Linked DNA regions of Astyanax mexicanus: region 2 is linked to region 1. A link is a contact called in public Hi-C data. All regions are on one chromosome and are shown on one strand. The core of a region is the stretch at or near the end of the contact, and the rest is flanking DNA. Distances in the headings are between cores, read along the strand shown.

Region 1 (7,195 bases), core at 2,346-4,845:
TTATCTACATTAAAACCAACAGAAATTCAGTCTCATACCATATATTTTTTTTTATTTAGTGTGAAAAAAGTAAAAAGGTCTATATGTCTAAAAATATTAAATTACAGTCCTGTATCTGTTTCTCTACACTTTATTATTTCTACTACTTTATTACTTTCTTCTTTTCCCCCTTTTCTTCAATGTTCAAGACCCCACAGGACCACTACAGAGCAGCTATTATTATTTAGGTGGGAGTTATTCTCAGCACTGAAGTGACTGAAGTGAAGAGCGTTATGTTAGGGCTTTTTCACAACTAAAAAACACAGACCAGAGTCCGTATCAAGGTTTATGTCTTTGTTACATTGTATATATTTGGTAACTTTACCAGGTGTTGTGACGGATTCTAGCTCTCTGTCAGAATTTGACTCTGAGTGTAAAAGATTATCATCAGGTTGCTTTTATTTCTGTTTATAAATAAGGGTTAATCTACTGTTACAGTAAATAAATAAAATACAGTCTAAGATTTTATGTCCATAATGTTGCCTGATGCACCTGCTCACAAAGGGGAGTCGGATTTCAACACCAATTCTTTTTTCTTTGGTTTGTTTAAAATGTCTTGCCCCGTATATGGGCTACAGATGTAGGTGATACAAAATGCTTTTTTTCTGCAGTAAAATAACTTATTTACATTCTGCAAATTTGAGGGCTTTGAAATATTCTACAGGACACTTGGAGAAGCTGCCTGTTTTCTTTCTACTTTACTTAATAATTCCATATCAGTAGCAGGAATAAACTCAAATACTGCAGGTTTGAAAATAGACGTAAAGACTAGACAAAACTAAAGGTTTGAAAGACATAAACTGATTGATTTGTATTCAGGAAAATAATGATTTTTAAAAAGAGCCAATTTTATGATATGAGTCATTATATTTTGACATTAGCAGATTTACTTAAAAAAAAAAATTATATTTTTTATTACAATTACAATTATGCTTTTCAGTAATGTTCCTCATGAACAAACATGAAATGTATGTAATGTTTGAATAGAAATTCTCAAGATTTAGTAGTGTAATGCCAGACAATTGCCAAAAATCCTGGCCCGTTAAGAGGTTAAAGTGTGAATTTGAATTATCTAGAAAGGTATTTTCACACTGCAGACGAACCGGACCATGGTCGGACCAAACTCCTTTCATACCTACTACTTTGGTTCAGACCAAAGTATGGAAACAATGCAGATGCGAAAGGTGGGTGTGGCACTCACTGTCCACTCTATTACATACTCCTACCTAGAGCTGCTCCAACTTGTAGATAAAGTAAAGTCAGAGACAGAAGCTCTAAATCTGTTGCTGCACAGTTTGTGTTGGTCATCCTTTAGCGTCCTACATATGTGGTCACAGGACGCTGCCCATAGGATGCCGCCCACATGCATGTGTGTACTTTAAACAGCTGTGTGTGTGTGTGTTACCCGAGCATTTGAGTTTCTGTCCCAGTAGTGCCGCCTCCTCATGGTCTATAGGCTGACTGGAGAGAGAGTAGATCCAGATCTCAGCGACCTTCCCCTGAAGCTCCTTCTGATGACTGCACAGAGACAACACCTGCCCACCTTCTGCTGGATGCTGCATGACCTACACACACACACACACACACACAAATACATTTAATAAAAAAATGAATACTATACTAGGTTCTATATAGTAAGTATTTATTTACAAAAAATACCCCATACATCCTCTATATAATCTCACAATAATATGTATATGTAATTATGCTACTGGTAACAGTAGCTGAAGAAGGACTGGTTGTGCACCTCAGCCATATCCACAGATCCAGCAGCGAGGGTTTTATAGCCCAGGATGGTTCTGTTTTTATAGCGTTTCCTCCTCTGCAGCAGAATCTGCAGCTTATTCCCTTCTCTCTTCAGAAAGTGAGGGTACTGGAAACACATATACACACACACATTTGTTAATGTGAATACACACCTATCAGAAAATGACAAAGATATGAGAATGCACTTACAGCTTGTCTAGACCCTGTATTAATGCTAATAGAATATTTGGTATGTGGTGGGGTACTCATCATCCAGCATTAATAATAATGCTCTTGTCATTAAATGCAATCAAATACTCACAGCAATGCTCCAAAATCTAGTCAAAAAGCCTTGCCTGGACAATAGAGACAGTTACTCCAACAAAACTTTACCCTTAAATTCCAAAGAAACAATAAATTTCCCACTACATATAGCTTTTAGTGAATCAGTATAATGATGTTTAAATGTGAATGTGTGTTTTGTTTTACCTGCAGAGAGAAAGTAAGTGCGAGGTCAGTCTCCACTGATCCAGTAGGAGGCAGTACAATCTCATGAGAGCGCAGGATACGTTTGGAGCCCTGAGGTCACAGAGGTCATAAGAGACCTTAACACACAATGCTCAAACCAGGACTAAAAAACAAATTAAGCTATTTATTTAGACACAAAATGCATTGTTTAATATATTAAATACATATACAATAGGAGTCAAAAGTTTGGACACACCTCACTCAATGTTTTTATTTTTAATAGAGCATTACTCAAATAAAGCTATTCACTGTATACCAACTAGAGCCTATGCGCGTGAGCCCTGATTTAAACCCGACATTTCTTAATAAGTAGAACATTAAAACTGAGCTTTTTAAAAACATTTCCGGACTGTTTTAATGAGCGGAATCTGATCAGAATGATGTTAATTAACATTGCAAAGCTAAAGAAGCATAGACCTATTAATTAAGAAAAATATTAATATCAAACACATTAAGAGGCAAGAAATTCAAGTAATTAACTCTTGACGAGTTCAGCACAGCTGTTAACTAAAAGCCTGAAAGTCCAGGTGACTCTACCTCATACAGCTGACTAAGACAATGCCAAGATGTGCAAAATTGCTATCTGTGCAAAAGTTGCTACTTTGAAAAATCTAAAATATAAAACATATTCTGGTTTGTTTAACACTTGTTTACTAAATAATTCCAATATAAATTCTCCAAAAAAATATTTATAGATTGAATGATTTTAGTATTAATATACAATGCTGCACATATTTAAAAAAAAGAAAAAACACTAAATGTAAGAAACTTTTAATGGTAGTAACATTATGATCATAACATTATGATCACCTCTTTGTTTCTACATCTCTTATACATTTTTTTAGCTCCAGCTGCACTGCTGTGTCTGATCCACTTGCACCAGTACAACACACACCAACACACCACCACTTTGTCAGTGTCACTGCAGTGCTGAGAATGACCCACCACACTCCACCCCTCCTGTAGGGTCCTGAGTGTTGAAGAACAGGGTGAAAGGAGGATAATAATGTATTCCGTATGTGGTCCTATATAATCAGCAGAGCTGAAAAAATGGATAATGGGTGTAGAAACAAGAAGGTTTGTAAGCTTGATCTTTGCAATATAATACAAAGTACTAAGTGGAACAAAAAGCTCATTAAGAAGGTTAAAATAACATCTGTAAGGCTACAACACCACTAATTTCTGTTTAATACCCAAATCTGACACACCAGAGGGCGGAGCCTGGCCTGTGGGAGGAGCATGGCACTCACCTGAATTTTGACGGCGATGACCACAGAGATCAACTCTTTATCCAGCTCCCTCAGAACCACCAGCTTCTTCAGCGTCAGACTGCACAACCTGAGAAAGAGACAGAGAAAGAGAGTAGAAATCAGTCTGTAACTGAGACTGTATTTAGTGGAGCTGAGAATAGAGCAACTGAGGCAATGGGTGGATCACAGGAAGAGTGAGAGAGAGTGAGGAACACTCAGGCTATTTCTGATCCCTAAATATCTGTATACAGTTGTTATTCACTAGTATAAAGTGTTTAAACCAGGGGTGTCCAAACTTTTTTGTTGGGGGCCAGAAGGAGAAATATATTTGAAGTCACGGGCCACACTCTGTAATAAAACAAATAATGAAATATACCACTTTAAATAATACTTTTTTCCTGATTATTTCATTTACACACCATTTTACTTGACTTACTATCTTTATTTTTGACAGTGTTGTGTAAACTAAGATTTTTCAAATTGATGTTTAATTTCATGATGTCTCTTAATAATAAACTCCTTAATTACGGCAACTTTTAGACTCTTTGGCCCGTTTTTCTGTGCTAGAAATGCACACCCTCTCCGCTTTTAGACTCTTTGGCCCGTTTTTCTGCGCTAGAAATGCACACCCTCTCCGCTTTTAGACTCTTTGGCCCGTTTTTCTGCACTAGAAATGCACACTCTCTCCACTTTTAGACTCTTTGGCCCGTTTTTCTGCGCTAGAAATGCGCACTCTCTCCGCTTTTAGACTCTTTGGCCCGTTTTTCTGCGCTAGAAATTCGCACTCTCTCCACTTTTAGACTCTTTTACCCCGTTTTTCTGCGCTAGAAATGTGCACCCTCTCCGCTTTTAGACTCTTTTACCTCGTTTTTCTGCACTAGAAATGCACACCCTCTCCGCTTTTAGATTCTTTTGCGCCGTTTTTCTGCACTAGAAATGCGCACCCTCACCACTTTTAGACTCTTTGCCCATTTCTGACACCTAGCGTTCAAACTTTGAATCTCACATTATAAAAACTTGCTTAACAGCAGGCCAACTTTCATTCTTTTTCTAAAATGCCACAAATGGCCCGCGGGCCGTAGTTTGGACACCCCTGGTTTAAACCCTGCTGTATTGCAGTGCTTGTCTAATTAAAGTATTCATTTCTGCTAAAAAACTACAGGGTTACACCAATCAGGACTGTTATCTCATTGGTCGCGACTTCACTAGGAGAACTGAAAGCCATTCAATTAACCACAAACACAGTTTGGAACCAAACTTAATTCATATTCTGATTTAAAGTGAGGAGTTCCCAGGTGGGATGAGTGGGTCATATACAAAGAATTATACCACAGTTAGTTCCGACCCTGCAATGTGATTGGCTGAGAGCCGTTTTTGAGTGCCATTATCAGCCAGTAATTCACTGTAACCTAGCTCTCAATGTATTACTTCACCACATACAGGTGACCTAGCAATGATGCAGCGCTTACAAACCAAACAACGCAGCTACAAACAGAGCAGATATGGAACTATTTTAAGTGGCGGAGGGTTTATAACCAAACAGATTGTATTTTCTCATCCTCTTTAACTCAAAATCTTTTAATAAACAGCGATAATGGAACTGTGGTACAATTGCAATAATACACTCGGTGGGAGTAAAATAAATGTCACTAGCTCCTGCAGAGGATGTATTTGAGTATAAGCATATGTATATGTGAAAAGAATCAACATCACTAGACCCTTTCTGAAAGAGATACTGTTAAAAAACTTTAAAACAAATTCTGAACATCTGATTTCTACACTGATTTTACACAGCACGTCATGATCAAACAAACACCTTATGACCTTATTGTTAAATTACACTCATGATAATTAATAAATAAGGTGGTAAACTCAATGAACTCGTAATAAGGGTACTAATACAACAGTGTGTGTATGAGTGTGTGTGTGTGTGTGTGTGTGTGTGTGTGTGTGTGTGTGTGTGTGTGTGTGTGTGTGTGTGTGTGTGTGTGTGTGTGTGCATGTGTGTGCCGGAACGTGCTGTACAGTGCAGTCACAGGCTGCCATTGTCTAGAATCTTCCTCTCTCTCTTGCTCTCTCTCCTTCTCTCTCTCTCTCTCTCTAACACACACACACACACACACAAAGTCTATTGTTCTGTGTAGGCTGATTAGCATGTAGCCACCGCTAACTCCAGAAGCAATAAAGCTGCTGTAGAGCTGAACCCTAAACCCTGTATTTAATATTTACTCAATATATACATTATCATTTTAGAACACTATTGTTTACTAGTCCAGGGGCAGTGATTTATGGCCCAGACAAGCTGCTTTTTAAATTTAATATCTTATCAATTACTTTATTATTGAACTTTACCTGTCAGACCATTAATTCCTCTCTTCACTGCAGAAACCGAGACTTGGTCCAGTGTTAAGCTGAGCTAAAGGCTAAAGCTGTTGCCATGTGGGTTAGCCATACGTAACTCTTCCTGTAGCAGTTTTCCTCAGTTTCCAGGAGTCTTTTAAAGGTGTAGGAAATAGTATTCACCGCTCTCTGGCTTTATCTGTAAGACTTTTAATAGTTACTGAGTTTTCTGTCTTTCTGTATCTTTTTCTAGTTATTATGATGAAAGTGTGAATGTGTGTTCCAGCACTGCTTTACTACAGACAAAGGCTTTGTAAATTAATTTCCAAAAAAGTATTTATTTCCGTTGATACAGACCAGAGTTTGGAGTTAAAGAACTTTCGGGAACAGAAACTTGTTTCAGTGCAGCACTAAAGTTTTAACTGGGCACTGTAATTGGCTAAGAATCACAAAAGATATATTAACAATATTTGATATGCTTGGAATACCGCAGTAAATCTAAAAATAAACAGTAGTAATAAATGTGCAATAAATCACAATAAATCTATTAAATATAGAGTACAATCAGTTGTCTTCAATTAATCTATAAATATTGACAACAGAACTGGAGTATATTCAGGGTAAATCCAATAATAAATATAAAGAACAAAACCAGAATATAATCACAACAAATCGAATATTAAAACTGTAATAAAACTGCAGTATAATCACAGTAAATCTAATAATAACCAATTATAACAGAACTACAGTATGTTTAGGGTAAATCGACTAATACATTTTGGTAATAGAACTGGTGTACAATTGCAGTAAACCAATTAAAGCAAAATTATATATTCTAAAAAAACTACAAAATAACTGCAGTTTATATTATATTAAATGTTTGTATATGTTGGCTCTATGTTTATATCAGTGATATAACTGTGGTAAATGTATTTATACATATTGATAATAAAACAATATTTCACTCTACTGCACTGTACTAACTGTACATAATTGTTTAAATTTTACTTCATATAATATATAATTATGTTTAAAATACCCTGGAAATACAACTATAACTCAGTGTTTTCTTCTGCATTTAAAACAGAGACTCAGCTTAAAAAATATACTTGAGATTTTAAAAAGTGAAACGTTTTTATGGCATCAAATAAAGAACATCAAATAAAGCCTATATGCAAAAAAGCAAGGAATTTAAACAACCAGCTTTTACAGAACCAGCAGAGCAGAACTATCAATGAACACACACACACACACAAACAAACACACACACACATATTAGTACAAAGACATTA
Region 2 (7,195 bases), core at 1,831-4,330, 39 kb after region 1:
CTGGATTAGCGCAGAGGCAGACCGGTGGGATTACAGCGCCTCGAGCCAGTCTTTCTATTCCTGTACAGTCTGGAAGAACCACCTCACTTAGACCTGCTTTAGAGCAAGAAACAGCACAATACACCGGCATGCATTCCATCAAACCTACTGTCTGCAGGTGTACACCACTACTGCTGCTGTGCAAATACAGTACTATAAGTGTTTTGTAATATACAGGCTTAATATGTGTAAATGTGCCATTTATAATATTGATCCACATCAATGTATGTATGCACATTGGCTCATATTTTATTTATGTAAAATATACATGTAAAAAAATGAGGACACCCCACTCCCATCCTAGAGTCATCTGCATCTACAACCTTCTTTCTGAAGGCCTCAGAGAGCTCTCTGGGCTGGCCTTGATGATCCGTTCATGGCAAAAAACGAGATCAAACCACACTTCTTTAGTTATATATCTATATATCAATTTCTAATATTTATACTCACATTATATTCACACACAGTGCACATGAAAGAACAATAAGCCCCTTCACCAATTATTAGATGGAGTAAAAAAAAACTTTAAACAGTGTATTTAAACAGTGAATTTCTAACTGTGTACACACTGTAAGAAATACACATTTTTATAATGATGAAATAATATTGTCATTGTAATTAATCTTTAATTGCAATGTTTCTACATACATCATAATCTAAACAAGACTGCACTTTGTTGAGTGACATTTCTCTAAAAACAAAATCATTACAGTACAATCAACCCATCCATGCTGTTCTCTGAAATTAAATCACAGATTTATAACTTGTTATTTGTATATCAGGTTCTATAGCAGGTGATATTTAATTATAATCAGTTTTCAACATCTCATAAAATATGTGCAATATATGTAGGAACAAATATATGTTGCTATATACACTGCCTGGCCAAAAAAAACTCACACATTCTAATATCTGGTTGTCTGTATATTACCTTTAGCTTTGATTACAGCACACATTCGCTGTGACATCGTTTCCACAAGCTTCTGAAATATCACTTTCATTTTATATTTATTTCTGTTCAGTGTTGCATTCATTTTCCCCCAAAAATGGTATTGATGATGAGAGATTTGGAGCACTGCACAAAAGTCTTCTCCACCAGCACATCCCAAAAATTCTCAATGAGGTTAAGGTCTGGACTCTGTGGTGAACAATCTATATGTGAAAATGATGATCTCATGCTCCCTGAATCACTCTTTCACAATTCCAGCCCCATGAATCCTGACATTGTTATCTTGGAATATGGCCGTGCCATCAGGGAAGAAAAATTACATTGATAGAATAATCTGGTCTGTATTCAGGTATTCAGGTAGTCAGCTGATCTCATTCTTCCAGCACATACTGTTGCTGAACCTAGACCTGATCAACTGCAGCAACCTGCATCATATCACATATCAGATCATATCACCGCCCCCACAAGCTTATATGGTAGCACTAGGAATGATGGGTGCATCACTTCAGCCGTCTCTCTTCTTACCCTGATGCTCCATCATTCTAAAACAAACCACATGAGCTTCTTCCATTGCTACAGACTCCAGCCTTTATATTCCCCAGCAAACTTTAGTGCAAATCCTTTCAGTTCCCTTTTTATTACATATGTGAAAATGCTTTTACTTTCATAATTAAACATAACCTTGGGTTCTAGTTTTGTTTTTCTACCATTTGATTTTGCCAAACCTTGAGGTAATCCTGCCACATTCTTTCTTGGAAGATAATGTTTTCCCACTGTCCTTCTACTTATTATTAATGGTTTTGGACAGTTCTTGATTTTAGTAGTTTTAGAATCTCCTTAAATGTTTTCTCTGCTTGATACATGTCAATAATTTGACACTTCTGAAACAGATAAACATTTTTCCAAGACCACAGGATGTGTATTTCCATGTGGTTCTTTAACAAATGAGAAGGTACTCACTGCATCAGATAGGGTTAAATAAAGCATAATCACCCATGCAGTAATTATCCATTGGCAGGCTCCTACCTATTAGCATTTGGCCAGACAGTGAATTCTAATAATCTTAATAAATAAATATACTTACATATGCCTATATAATATATGTAAATGTGTTGTCTGAATGTGTTTTTTAATGTGTAACACATGCAGTACACACACCCTACACACACACACAAAACTTAACAAATATTTTGACTGCTTGTGGGTGGGCTCTCAAGTTGGGACATTGTACTCACAAACTTACACACACACAAAACCTCACACTCTCACACACACACACCAGCAACTTATTGCACTGTTGGTTTCTGCACGCGCCAGCTTGCTCGCGATCTGCTTCCACAAATAACAATAAACCCCAGCTGAAGCAGTTCAGTATTACAGGGTCCTTCACTGCAGGAGGGAACAGCAGCAGCAGTGACGTCACATTGCCTTTCTGTTTGCATTGTAATCGTTTACAGCTGAAAAACAACAATAACAATCACAGAAACAGCAGCGGTGCTTCAAACTGGCCTCGCGGTGCAAAGTGCAAAGAGGAACCCGGCGCGGGACAACACGGGCACGGGAACGCGCACGCGCGCGCACACACAAACCCATACACCCACAACAGGGGGAGCTCGCGAGCAGACCGGTGCAATGCAGAAGAGTACGGACACCGAAACCCATTACATGCACGGGCACGCGCACACGGGGACACAGGTGCACAGCTCTCACCTGGGGATGCAGTGCGGAGAGGAGCCGTCTATCTCCCACGTGGCGAACAGGTTCATGGGCACCGGCGTGTTGAGCGCGCCCCCGGGGAAGCTGAGCCGGGACCCTCCTCGCTCCGCCATGCTGACGAGCGCGCGCACACACACTCACACACTGACACACACAAACACACACGCGCGCGCTCGCGCCGGACTTGGGTGAAAGAAAGAGTCCTCCGCGCGCCCCTGCTGCTGCTGCCGCCGCTCCCCTCACGTGGCCGCGCTTCTCCTCCTCATGCTGTTTTTGTTGTTTACTTGTTGTTTATGTTAATGTTAATTTCGGTGTCGTTATTTCCAGCACGCGCATCGGCCGCCCGCGAGACCGGAGAGCTGCAGCGCACCCGCCGCCGCCACCGCTCGCGCTCCTGTCTGTTTTCTTTCTCACGCCTGTGCCGACAAGCCCCACCCCTCCTCCCGCGCCGAGGCTGACTCTCCGTAGCCCCGCCCCCTCTGCGCCGGGATTGGCTGGATGGAGCTGTCAGAACACTGGTGAGGACACCGGCAAGGGAAAATCACATGACCTTAATTAAATACCCCCCCCCCCCCTTTATTCATTCATTCATTCAAAGTGACAAATAGTGAAGGCAGGTCTCTGTGTGTAGATTTTGTTTGTGCGTGTGTGTGTGTGTGTGTGTGTGTGTGTGTGTGTACATATAAACATTCTTATGAACTGTACAAACTTTCCTCAGGTAGTTCTCTGGGCACCACCATCTTGAAATTGAATGACGATAATTCGATTGACAATCATGAATAAATAGGTAGGATAGGGGAACAAATTGCAAAATTAATTCAGTGGAAATGCATGAATTCCACCTGTTGCTGAAAATATGTTAATATTGAAAAATAGAAATTTATTTGTATGGGCAATGCTATGCCCCTATTGCTAGCATTGTGAGCCTGTAGGGAGCATCAGCTAAAAGCTCTGTATTTTGGAATGTGGTGGGTGAATGGAGGTGGGATATTCACCGAAAGTCTGTACTCGTTATCATGTTTCACTACAACCCAAGTCCATTTCACACCAGAGTTTTCCTTTAAGGGAACACATAGCTGCAGGCTGAAGAATAAACAGCTAGGTTAGTGTATTTTTTTTTCTATTTCACCTGACGTTATGAAGCTATAATGGAATTGGTGATCGCCAGCTGTTCATTTAATTTTCATTTCCACCTTAAATAAAAAAGTAGTGTGTGTATGTGTGTGTGTACACCTAAACATGTTTCCAAAAACAAGTGGGTTCATGTAAGTGTGAAAACAAGTCAATCAAAATCCAAACAGAATGTTCACCAACATAAACATAGTGCATAGTGCCCACAACTTAATGAATGCCCAAATTTATGAATGAGGTGTACCGCAGGTAAATTACTGCAGAGAGCATGTTGAGGGTAGTTTAAACAGGGTTCACTTGTTTTCTATTAACATAGTTAACTTTAGTTAAACTAGCTGGCTAGGTGTTAAAAGAGAACTTTGATGTAAAACATGATAAAAGTACAAAACTAAAGTTTACCCACAGCATTCTAAAATCCAGTGCTTTCAGACGATGCTCCCAACAGGCTCATAACAGGCTAGTGATAGAGGCATAGCATTACTTATGCAAATAAATCACTATTTTTGCACCAGTAAGTAACAAGCTCAAAGTAGCTCCACACTTCACTGGTAAAATTTTCTGAGTGCACTGACATTAAAACAAGGCACTAAGAATTTTTAACAGTTTACTAATAAAAAAAAAAGTTTTTTAATTCAGTGGAAATGCATGAAGTCCAGCTTTTGCTAAAAATATCTGTGTAATATTCATTCATTGTGATTTCTTTGCATTTGCTTTGTAATGCTATATCACTAGCATTGTAAGTCTGTTGGTAAAAAGCGCTGCATTTCAGAATGCTAATTTCTCCATTTCACACCAGATTTCTCCTTTAAGAAGCTACTGTACTTTATCCACTCTAATAAAATAACAACAAACAGGTCAAAAATGTGTAATGTAGGAATTGTTGGCCAATGTCGATATTATACATATATATCTGCTGATGCTCATATACATTTTTATAACTCCCCAGTATAGCTTTCGGTTAGAAGTTAATAACATGCCCGTGGTAGGTTGCAGTAGGGTAATCACGTTTGTGCGTGAGGGGCAGCATAGTGGAGAAACAGCACAGTGCTTGAAAACTGCTGGTAAGTGGGCCAATGCACGAGATTGGAAGTTATTAGTGGATGTAGGTAGTAAACTGCAGATCCCAGAGTGCATTCTGGTTACAACCTTGAGGTCGGATGTAGTGTTGTACTCTGAAAGTAAGCGGATAGTGTATTTTATAGAGCTGACTGTTCCGTTTGAAGACGAGGTAGATGGAGCTTATGAAAGGAAAAGGCTGAAGTATACAGACTTGGTGGCTGAGGTGAGAGAGCGTGGGTGGCAAGCGTATATTAGACCGGTAGAGGTAGGTACTAGAGGCTTTGTTGTGAAGTCTGCCACAAGACTGCTGTCTGAATTCGGAATTAGAGGTCGTGTGCTAAGGACTGTAGTGAAGGAGTTGTCAGATGTAGCTGAAAGATCTAGTCAGTGGTTGTGGTTCAGAAGGGCTGAGGCTGTGTGGGGAAGGGAGTGAGTTTGTGCTTCTACAGCAAGCTTGGAGGGGGGTGGGTCTGGGACGCCAGACTTCACTGTTGAGCCTTCTGGAGGTGTCGTGGGCCTAATTCAGCGAAACACTGACGAAGGAAGGTGCCTGCCTGATGACCCCTGAGAAGAGCTTGCACTGAAGTTTGTGTTAGAGTTTGGATGAAGGGGATTGGTGTGGTCCTGCTCTTGTAATAATTTGTCTCATGAGTTTTTGTAGACGTCTGAGTACTTGGCAGTTGAGGCACGGACCACGAACATAGTTCGCTATGCTTCTGGATTCTTGTCGAGCCAGTATCGGATGGTAGTGGTTGCTGTGTTCTGCTCACGCAACTTATAATGTGATTTATTGTGTGTGATTGTGCTTAGGTAAGTGTGTTGTTGCCATAGTTAAAGGAAGTGAGCTTAGATTAAGGAGGGATTCTGTGTGTTCATAGGTTATTTTTTGGTAGGTCTGTTACTTGGCAGTTGAGGCAATGGACCATGAACATAGTGTTAGGCTGTGCTTCTGGATTCTTGTCGAGCCAGTATCAGATTGTGGTGGTTTTGCTATTGTTGTTAGTTGAGTGAGTAGTAGATCCTGGCTGAGCCCTAGGCATAACCCCAGCTGTTAGGTGCAGGATTTGTCAATTTCCTGTATTATATTACTTAATTATAAATGATAACATAAATTCAAATTAAAACAGCCTAAATCAATATATTTTAAAGTAGTGAGCCACTGTCAGCAAATTGTATTAGTGCGAGCAGCATCTCTAGGCCAAGCATTGGTTTGATATATTGTCCAAATTAGACAATGCTGATGTTTAAAAAAAAAAAAAAAATTGCAATTACTGGCAATACAGATATAATTCTGATATACCTGTAAATTGTGATTTTTTTGAGACTGGGGGTGTTGAGCTACCTCACTTAAATGAGTTATAGCAGGGGGGGATGTCTGCCTAAATACACTTAAATACAAATTTAACCATGTTAACCAACATATATGTAACTAACATCATTAGTGTTCCAGCTGAAATTTTCTTGGAAAAAGAAAATTCTGAAATCTGAGAGTGTTGGCTAACTGTGTTCACTAGCAGTAGGTCAATTAACTGTGCTCACTAACTGAGTATTCACTAATCACAAGTAATTCTCTAATGACATCCATTAGTAATATTAGTGTGTTCAATAGCAGTGTGTTCACTAGTGTGCAGCAGTAGTTGCCGGCCTGAGCATCCGCAGGCAGTGAGGACTGTATGCAGGCAGTGAGGCAGTATGAAGGGCTGCAGGAGGACACAGCTGCACTGAGGGACACACTGTTCCAGAAGGACACTGTTTATTACTGCTTTTTACACACATTATACCTTCTGAGTGTGTGTGTGTGTGTGCCATATCCCTATACTGTTTACTGACCTTTACACACTCGACTGTGTACTTTGTTTTGCCGTTTTAGGAGAGACCAAATATCCTCCTGCTGAGCTGATAACATTAGAGCGAGCTCTGCTGACGGCCGTGAGCGACGAGCTTTTACAGCTTCCACTCAGAGAAATGAGGAGATCACAGAGCTGCTGCTCTGCCGAGATTAAGGCTGGGGTCAGACTACAGTAATGCAGGTTGAGTGGAAAACTATAACACTGTAATAACTATCATGCAATCAAATGTGGTGAAATTAATTTACAAAATAAGGGGCATTATCCTGGAGGTGCTCTAGTTTATGGACTATAAAAATATAGAGTATGCACTTTATTCTGATGGTGCTCTAGATGTTTTGTTGATCCGCTTATCTTTAACTACTTACTGTTTACTGTGTCACTATTATCTGTGAACAGAAGCTGAACATAAACTTATTGAAATTGTGATTTTCTTGATTGAAATTGTGAATTG

The links. A called contact is a pair of places that touch in the nucleus more often than the background predicts.
Region 2: a contact with region 1 is called in a Hi-C map of muscle, with 7 times the contacts expected there. The contact joins the promoter of pacs2 here to the enhancer-like site in region 1. A contact is called at or near these places in 2 of 3 Hi-C or Micro-C datasets (both in muscle).

What each region holds. Positions count from the first base shown.
Region 1 is chr7:10,626,491-10,633,685 of AstMex3_surface, forward strand. pacs2 (phosphofurin acidic cluster sorting protein 2) reads right to left here. Exons shown (of 25, transcript XM_007247585.4): 2 at 3,564-3,651; 3 at 2,275-2,364; 4 at 1,787-1,912; 5 at 1,445-1,604; 6 at 1-4. Among protein-coding and RNA genes, the nearest start is that of dcaf5, 33 kb to the left of the region's middle. Within about 2 kb of position 3,596, the one cell type or tissue checked has an H3K27ac peak away from gene starts, as active enhancers do.
Region 2 is chr7:10,666,294-10,673,488 of AstMex3_surface, forward strand. It overlaps pacs2 (phosphofurin acidic cluster sorting protein 2), which reads right to left and starts at 3,081. Exons shown (of 25, transcript XM_007247585.4): 1 at 2,699-3,081. The coding sequence starts at 2,817.